Regions from separate parts of the Gasterosteus aculeatus genome. Here region 1 is linked to region 2. The links are chromatin contacts, called in public Hi-C maps. All regions are on one chromosome and are shown on one strand. The core of a region is the stretch at or near the end of the contact, and the rest is flanking DNA. Distances in the headings are between cores, read along the strand shown. Region 1 overlaps znf609b (zinc finger protein 609b). Region 2 holds the start of znf609b (zinc finger protein 609b).

Region 1 (4,495 bases), core at 823-3,322, 38 kb after region 2:
TGATCTGAAACGTGTCACGCGGTGTGATTCATGGCCGTGTTGCTCTCAAATGATTTGATGCATAGGTCACGATCAATCAGTCGCGAATAATTGTTCATTCAAATTGCTTTTTAAAAATGTGTTCAACGTGAGAAATGATTAGCAATTCATGTTTTTACATCTTGAATGGATAAGTATGATTTTTAAATGCCAATCTTTCTCCATCTTCCTGACACTTTATGCTTTTATTCGTTATGTTGTCATTGCTTTGACAAGCTTTTGCTGCTGTTGCAAAGTGGGACTCCGTCTTGCATGATTGCAATGCTTACGAAACCCCCAAACATTGGATGAGTGCCCAGCAAAAAGCAGAAAACGCACACACGCCTAAGTGTTGTCTAAATGTAGCAACGGAGCACTCTCGTGATGTTTGTGTGCGCCTCAATGCAGCTTCAGGCCAAGTGCCGTTAAGGCTAAATCTAGTTTCACCGGTTTTTCATTAATGGACTAACCAAAGCAGGATTCATCATCTGGGAACCACGAATGAAAGTGTTTTTTTTTAATGTAAAGTAAATGTACAGATTCATTTCTTGGGGTCCATTCAATGTTTGACCTGCCTGTGGCGCTAGAGGAACCATCAGGGGATCAGCAGTCGTTGGGATTCATCTTCTGGGGACCATGACACTTCCATCCGATATATGCCGAGATGAATAGTTTGTGTTCTCCACATTCCGCTCAGTTAGGAACACTAAGCGGATTAAATTATTTAAGGGGCGCACAGGCTCATGATCCAATGTGTCAATTATTATTTTGTCGTCTTAGTCTAATTGGATCCAGCGTTGGCGGCGTATCCCCGAGCACCCGGTGCTTTAGACCCAATTAATGAATGTGTGGCGTTGGCCGCGCTTCAATGCCGACCTGCTCTAAACCCGGTGTCACTGCGGCCCTTAAATCACCATCGGTCTCTCCCTCGCCCCCTCCCTCCCTCACCTCGCCCTCTCTTTTTCCGCCCACGCACTTCCTTCCTCCCGTTATCTCCGTTGCGCCCGTCCTCTGCCTCTCTGCCCTTTTCGTTTTTCGTTTCCTGCGTCGGCCACTCTGTCTGTTCATTGCTGTCAGTGTGTCAGAACAGGTGGAATCAATTACTGCCCCCCCCCCCCCCCCCCCCCCACAACCAGCTCCTTAGTTTGGGGAATTAATCAGTGATTGGCCTGTGAGATGATTTGGTGTCACTGGTCTCGCTTGGCGGCTCGCAAAGGGAGGAGGAGGAGGAGGAGGAGGGGGTGTTTGACCAATCCTGCATCGCTAATTCTCTCCTTCCACAATGGCAGTCAAAGCAGTCAACATACCCCCCCCCCCCTCCCCCCACATCACCTCCCCTACCTCTTAACCACCTCTAACGTGGATGAAAGACACAGAAGTGCTGCATCCTTCCGAGTAGGATTGCTTTGGAGGACCAGTAGCGTACCACCATGGCGTCCTCGCGGGCGCCTTTGTTGTGCCCCCCCCCCCCTCCCCCCATGTGACCTCTGTGTGTTTGTCTAGTGGTTCTAAAGCGTCTCATGTTTCTCTCTCTCTTCACAGATGGAATCTCCTGTCTCCACGCCAGCTCCTCCCCCTCTCCACCTCCTGGCCACAGTGGGCAACAGTGAGATCTCCTCGCCGTGTGAGCAGATAATGGTGCGCACGCGCTCGGTGGCCGTCAACACGTCGGACGTGGCCCTGGCCACCGAGCCCGAGTGCTTGGGGCCCTGCGAGCCCGGCACCAGCGTCAACCTGGAAGGCATCGTGTGGCAGGAAACTGAAGACGGTAAGTGGAGCGCTTCAACGCGCCGCTTAGTGGGACGAATGAGCCTTGGATGGTAAAGGGTGTGTGTGTGTGTGGGGGGTTAATGGCTGCATACATGTGGGATGTTTTTCTATTTGCACAGCCAGTGTGGTTGCACGAACACGTCAAAGAGCTATTGGTTTTTTCAAAAGGCTTCACTGAAGCCTCCGTCGTTTAAAGGAATAATCATCCCGCTGTCATTATCGTACATATTTCGCCTGCTCAGACGTAATTGGATCCGCCCTGACCGCCTCAGGAGCTGGTGGTGGTACTAATACGGGCTTTAACAGCCCACACGCTGCACAGCATTGCCAACAAGAATAGTAGTTGGCAGGCAGTTCTAAGGTGGCCTTGGTTTTTTATTTTTGCAGCGGAGCACGCAGACGGGAGTTAGCTGCACAGAGCGATCCGCTCTCAGCAACAACATGCCTCATAACACAAAGCACTTATTTCTGCAAGGCTGCCATTTGGGACGGCAGTTGGCTCCCTTCCTGCAGTGCGGTCCGAGTGAAATCTCAGACTCTCTCAGTCCCGCCCCACCCCCGCTCCCCTTGATCCAAGCCACATTCGTCTCATTTCATTTTAAGATGTATCGCCAGCACTATCAGGTTCTGCTAGGTGTGAGAGGCTTCCTTCCCTCCCTCCCTCCCTCCCCCTCTCTGTCTCTTTCTCTCTCTCTCTCGGTTGTGCATGTGAAATAATAAAAACACAGAATCTTCAAAGCAGCTCTGGCGCGGTCGTCTCTGCAGAGTACAAATCGCCCACACAACCACAGTGCTGCTGGTTGGTTCACTTGGAGGAACCGAACAGAAAAAAAGGGTCCCTGCCTCATAAAACATTCCCAAAGCACAGTCCCTGCTATTGAGACCCCCCCCCGGCCCCCCGGCACCCCCTCTACTCCCCTTTTTTTGTGATTTTTGCTTCCCTGTCCTCCTCTCCATCGCAACCCTTTTTTTTTCTGTTACCAAGCATCCAGCCGGTCGCCCCTTGACTCCGTTTCCAGGCAAACTGGGAGAAGATGAGTGCAAGGCGGGGGGGAGGGGGGGGGGGGGGGGGGGGGGGGTTGGGGTTGGGGCAGATAGACAAGGCTACTTCTGTTGGTGACACAAACATGGCTTAGTGCCAACACCAGTACTATGTTTGTCTCCCTCATTCTCTGCCTCCCACTGAGTGATTGACCCTCCCCCTCCCCCACCGGCTCCCCTCCTCCCCCCCTCCCCCATCCAAGTCTGTCCTCTTGCCTGCACTTGCTCTCTCAAAGCTGCTGTTTTGGCAGAAAGAGGTAGTGGTTTGGCCTGACAGGCTGTGTTTTCTTCTGATTCTACTCTATCCGCCCCGGTTGGGGGGGGGGCTGGTGGGAGCTTTTGAGTGGTTTTAAAGTGGTATGAGGGCAAGGGGGGGGGGGGGGGGGTCGCTCTGCAGGTGTGGCGCGCAGGTTGTTACGGCAATCAGAGTGTTTCCAGCAGCTAACACACTTACCTTTTATATAAAGTTTCTATTTTATAACATCAGGTCTTCACCGTCAGGCTAGAAGATCAAAGCGACATAGTGGACAGCTGGAACTCTGAAGTTGCGTTCCCATGTGGCTCTTTGTTTGAGGAGCATCGCTGACTCGATCAGTTCTTCATAAATCTGCTGGAGCTGAAACGTGTGCCACGGACTCCTCGGCACAAATGTCAGTTTTTTTTGTCCAAAGTGTAGTCGACAGCCCACCGGCTTCCTTTTTAAATGAAAGGGGCCCAGATGCTGCTGACTCTCCCAAACTGCACCGCCTCTCTGCCCCCCCCCCCCCCCTCCCCACCTCCCCTAAGAGACCCATGAAAGCAGACTCCTGTCATTGTGGTGCAACCGAGCAAATGAGAACCAAATGAGGAAATCAAGCACATCCAGGCTGAAGAGCAACAAACAGCCCCCACCTCCGAAGGAACAGCCGAGGCATCCTGATTAGCAGCCCCCTCCCCCACAACCCCTCCGCTCCCACCAACCCCACTTCCCTGCGTGGCAAGTCTCTCCCGTTTAGCATGCCGACCAACAGCTGCCTCATCACCTCCGCCTCCCCTCGGCCTTGTGGGAGTAAATGAACAACCGGCTCCCAGTAATTGTCTGCGCCTCACCCCGACTCGCCGAGCGCCAGAGACGGAAACGAACGAGGAGGGAGCGCGGCGACGCCTCGCGAAAATGCAATCACGGGAGCCGCAGCCTCCAAGTCAGAGCCGACAAGAATCGGGTCTGGTGAGGGCGGCTGTGTGTTTGTGATTCCGGCGCCCGGTGGGGGGGGGCGGGCGCAGTGGTGAATCCAGGTATTGGCCGGACTGAACCGAGGATCGCAAAACCCACCCACGGAGCTTCATAGTCACAATTGCGTTCAGCCTCGTGTCGGCCGATGAGTGGAGGCGAGGGAAAGTGAATCTGTGGCATTGGAGTCGGTCCGGGGTCGGGGGGGTATTTTAAGGTCCCCGTCATCGACACAAATCCCCTCGCTGCAGACGAGGCAGTGGCAGCTCCCGGCAGAGCGGCGTGCCGACCCCTCCCAGGCTTAGCGTGCTGATACCTCCAAATGTCACCCCTGAAACGCCGGGGGAAGTTTATTGCTCTTGAAACGCATCCCAGAAACGCCTCGGCTCCTGCTCCGGGGCAGAGGGAGCACAGGGCCCCTCCACCCACTCCCCCCAGCCCCCTCCTTCCCCTTTG
Region 2 (4,276 bases), core at 565-3,064:
ATGTGCTGCAGTGCTCTCAGTCGACGCAGATCTTGAATCCAGACATGTGCGAGCGTCTCTTTAAAATGGTTTTCAGGGCTTTACAGCTTATTTTATAGAGTAATGGAAAGATGATCACAGGAATCAAGCCCGCCCCTCTGTGATTCCACATGGCTGGCTGATTAGCCCCTTTTTTCACTAATGGAAAACACATGGCGTCCGCACAGCTTGTTCATTTTCCGTTTTTTTTTTTTTTTGTCAATTTGGTGCAACGCTCGGTAACGAGAGCACTTTGGTTTTGGAGCCTCGGGATTGAAGGGCAGTTGTCGTCAGAAATCTGTCCCCTCCAGGACCCACTTGCCTCCGACTGTTATTTAGCTTTCCAATGGAGCCTGGCGGCTCCCTGGGGGAAGGCACGAGTGTGCCTGCCAGCAGGAATGCATTGGAGGTAGTGGAGGAAGATGGAGGATGGATGGGAGGATGGTGAGTAGCTGCTGCTGCGGCTGCTTTTCCCCCTCTGTGTGAAAACGAGTCCATTAATTCATCCCCCCTCCCCCGCCGCCTCTGCCTCCCCCCTCCAGCCCTCCCTGTGCCTGTTGTCTCTGTTTGCTAGCGAGATGATTCCTTCTGTCATGTCAAAGGCAACATTATCATATTCTTGTTGCCTGGGAAACCAGCGCTGTGAGAGACAACGACTTAAAGCCTTGGCGGTGTTTGAAGCTGGTAAACATGAAAGGTTATCCGTTGAGTCGGAATCCTAACATAAATGAACGGGTCTCGTTGTTGGAGGATTTTTTGATTTTATTTTGCCCGGCGCACTGTTATGCAGAGATATTCTCAGTTCAGGGGAATTAGAACACAGCTGATCCCAACATGTTCAATTTGCCCTGAAGTGTGAGGATCAATTTTTAACCTCAGCATTGTTTTTCTTCTTGTGGAATCGTAGTTTTAAGTGTGTTGACATTAAACAAGATGCAAATTTGATGCGGTTGGAAGCAAGGGAAACCAGCAATTATTTACAGATGGTATCATTAAAGAATGTTTCCTTCAGTGTGTTCATGATTAAATTCAGTCTCTAAACAAAATACAGCATGTAAAAGATTATCTTTCATTAGGGGGTTCATAAATGACTGCCTCAATCAAACCACTTTCTAATAACGAACCATTTATATCTTCTAAGCCTTAAATAACACATTTTATTAGTTGTTATTTACAAGTGTTTGATAATCCTCTATTCTCTCAGTTACATGAATGGATACTAGTATAAACAACGTTAGGGTCTGACCAGGTTTTGACAAATCCCTTTGGCAGATCTTTATCCTGCTTTTCCTTATTTAGTATTCCTTTACTCATTCCTGCTTATACTTTTCATTAAGGGACATTCAAAGCAGGACATTTTGTCCAGTGTGGTATTAGTGGTTTTACTAAGTAGGTAAACAATCAGGAATCCAACACTGTTTGTATCTAATCTAATTCATTTAATTCACTCAATTACTTTTAGATAAATGGTTTTCTTTTTAAACTAATACTTCAGTTTTATTGTTCCTTTTTCATAAATGACATGATTTGATGATATTTGGCAACACCATACCGTATACAGTATACCTCCCTACGTGGTATTTTGAATACTTGTTTTACTTGGAATAGAGTATATTTAGCCAGGGCATTTGTACCTTTGATTCAACAACGGATCTCAGTAGCACTTCCTGCATCACTGCAGTCAAACTAGCTGGTGGGTACTCCTCTCTGACAACAAAACACGCCGAATCCCGATCCATTCCGAGGGGCCGATCCGGTTCCACGTCTTTAAGCCCGGGCGCTCCGCGGAGTGCGGTGACAGTTCAATCCGAGCCGGAGCTCCTCCTCCTGGATTTACCCCCCGCCCCCGCCGCCGCTGGTTGGCTACATTGTATCAGTTCCCACACGAAGAACCACCACGGCACTCATCCACGAACGGCGAATACGGAGGAATTAACCTGGATGGTAAACCGTTCTCTGTGGGATTAATCGACAAAGAAGGTCGCGTAGGGGAGACTGGACTTGTATCGGGCTTGAGACGGGACCGGTAAAAAAAAAAGGGGGGGAAAAATGCCCTCCGGACTCGGGTTGTTTTCGATGAGGACGGTATCTCCAAGTGTGATGGCAGAAGTCCAGTGAATCGCTGGCCTCCCTTCCTCGCTCGTGTTGGATGTCTCGGGGAGTGCGCTGCCACTGGTTTCTGCCGCTTCACATTTCTTTTGAGGTTTTATTCAAATTCACACTCTTGATTTGTCCCTTTTTTTTAATGGAGTGAACGCCACCATGGACAGACCAGGGTTTGGAATAGGAGTGGCTAGCTAAGTCGGTAAGTTACCACCTTTCTTTTCTTCTTCCTCTCCCCCCTCCTCTCATTGTTGATAGTGCTACGAGTCGTTAGCCATTTAACGTTAGCCTTGCGTGCAAAGCGAGCTGGCTAGCTCCAACACGGCGTGCGGCAGCAGCGGGAGAGCTAGCCGAAGCCCGACTGCACTCTGAGCTCATTGTTTCACTCTGCCAGCTAGCGTCAGATTAGCTCGTTGCCCCCCACCCCCCCGCGAGCTAAGTTAGCCTCGTTAGCGCGTTGAAGTTCAACCAACGTACGAGCGTGTGGAACTGCTAGCTAAGTGACGTCACAGCCCCCGCCGCCGCCGCGGCAGCTCGACGCAGTTTAACTCGCCGTCAACGGGCGGCAGCGTCGGTTGTTGTAACGGCCGCGGATCGCCGCGTTTAAACCGGTTCAAGGGTTAATGGAGGAAAAACGCGAGCGAAAGCGGCGGATTCCACCAGTGCTGCGTGTCCACGGTGGGTTCCAAGCTCGGGGGGGGGGGGCGGCTCAGGGGACCCCAGGGCATCCGTTGGGGTGGGGGGGGGGTCTCGAGATAAAGAGAGAGAACCCTTTCATTTCTGCTTTAACTGTTCGCTCCGTTTCAGCAGCATGTGAGAATATGTGTGAAACTGATTATTTGCTGCTCACGTTTCATTTCCGCTGCTGGTTCCACTGTAACAACCCGCTCCTTTCACTTATGACACAGGGGGACAAGATGCCATTAAAATGGTGGATTGTGCTCTTAATACATTTGCTGCCCTTCATCTCCACCTTACTTCAATTAAAGCAATATTATTATTTTTTAAACATTTTTAATATTCTGATAAAATGGCTCCAACTGGCATAATTTCACCATAGTACTCTATATGGATTTGACTAGTAAACGAAAAGGAGACCTGTCATCAATCAGTTGCATTTTAAACGAAGCATTTGTCTAAAATGGGTCGTAAGTTTAGCCGTAAATGCAAAAAGAAGAGCATGCGTTCAACAGAACGCGTTATATTCGGTTATATTCACCATTGTTCCCGACCTGCAAGTGCCAAAAGCTAATCAAATGGGACACGGCTGTTCAAAAACTTGTTTCTGCTAGTGCAACTTTGTAGAGCTCACAATGCAACTAAATCTGGTTGTGACAACTTAATAAACCGTCCCAGTGTTTGCTAACTCTTCTCCAATGAAAGTAGCCGGCAGAACGAGCTAAAGACGACAAATTGGAAAACCAGCGGCTTCTTTCAAGCCTCCCCGTGAAACCGCTCTCCCAAAACAGTCTTTATGATGGTAAAAACCCAAATCTGACATTAATGGTACTCGCAGAGAGCTAGCAGCTTGTGAAAGCATCGAGCCGAATGAAATGATGGGACGGGCTTAATGCGCTTCTGGGATTGCTGAAGCGAGTATCCACCTTTTTTATTACTAAAGGCCTTAACCTGGTATCACTACATGGATGGACATCTAGTCTAAGGCAGTGCTTGGAATTGTATTGTTATAATACAGATTTGACAAAGGGTCAAAAATGTCTTAAAATGCCATTTAATTCTGGTTAATTTAAAGCATTGGGCATATCTATGGCAACGCATCTCTCAATAGCTTGTGGGGATTCATCGGGTTCCGAGAAGTACCAAGCGACACCGCCTCCATTCATTTGGAGGTTCACCACCAAGCTCTGAACATTTTGTATTTAAACTTGAACAACGTTATTTAGAAATCGGCAAATGTTGTGTGTTTAACAAAGAACTGTACTCTTTAAAAAAAACAAAACATTTTTATATATATTTTTTTAAACCTGCAAGTACCGTTGCCTCAAAGATCCGGTACTAGTCGGGTGTGATACCCAACTACAGATGTGCTAATTCCGTACACAGATGTAGGTGAGAGCGGCCATAAGATGTGTATTCAATGTAATGGGTGGTTTCTTTGTTCAATAAGCTGGTTGCCAAGTGTCAAATCCCCTAC

Evidence for each region. A called contact is a pair of places that touch in the nucleus more often than the background predicts.
Region 1: a Hi-C map of liver shows a contact between it and region 2, with 1.7 times the contacts expected there. The contact joins the enhancer-like site here to the promoter of znf609b in region 2. A contact is called at or near these places in 4 of 6 Hi-C or Micro-C datasets (liver, skeletal muscle, tail fin and 1 more).

Annotation. Positions count from the first base shown.
Region 1 is chr12:20,903,484-20,907,978 of fGasAcu3.hap1.1, forward strand. znf609b (zinc finger protein 609b) reads left to right here. Exons shown (of 8, transcript XM_078085661.1): 3 at 1,561-1,786. Among protein-coding and RNA genes, the nearest start is that of gramd2aa, 22 kb to the right of the region's middle. Within about 2 kb of position 2,073, at least 6 of the 9 cell types and tissues checked have open chromatin away from gene starts, as enhancers often do. A contact at or near this core is called in liver, where this site is marked.
Region 2 is chr12:20,865,881-20,870,156 of fGasAcu3.hap1.1, forward strand. znf609b (zinc finger protein 609b) reads left to right here and starts at 1,815. Exons shown (of 8, transcript XM_078085661.1): 1 at 1,815-2,323.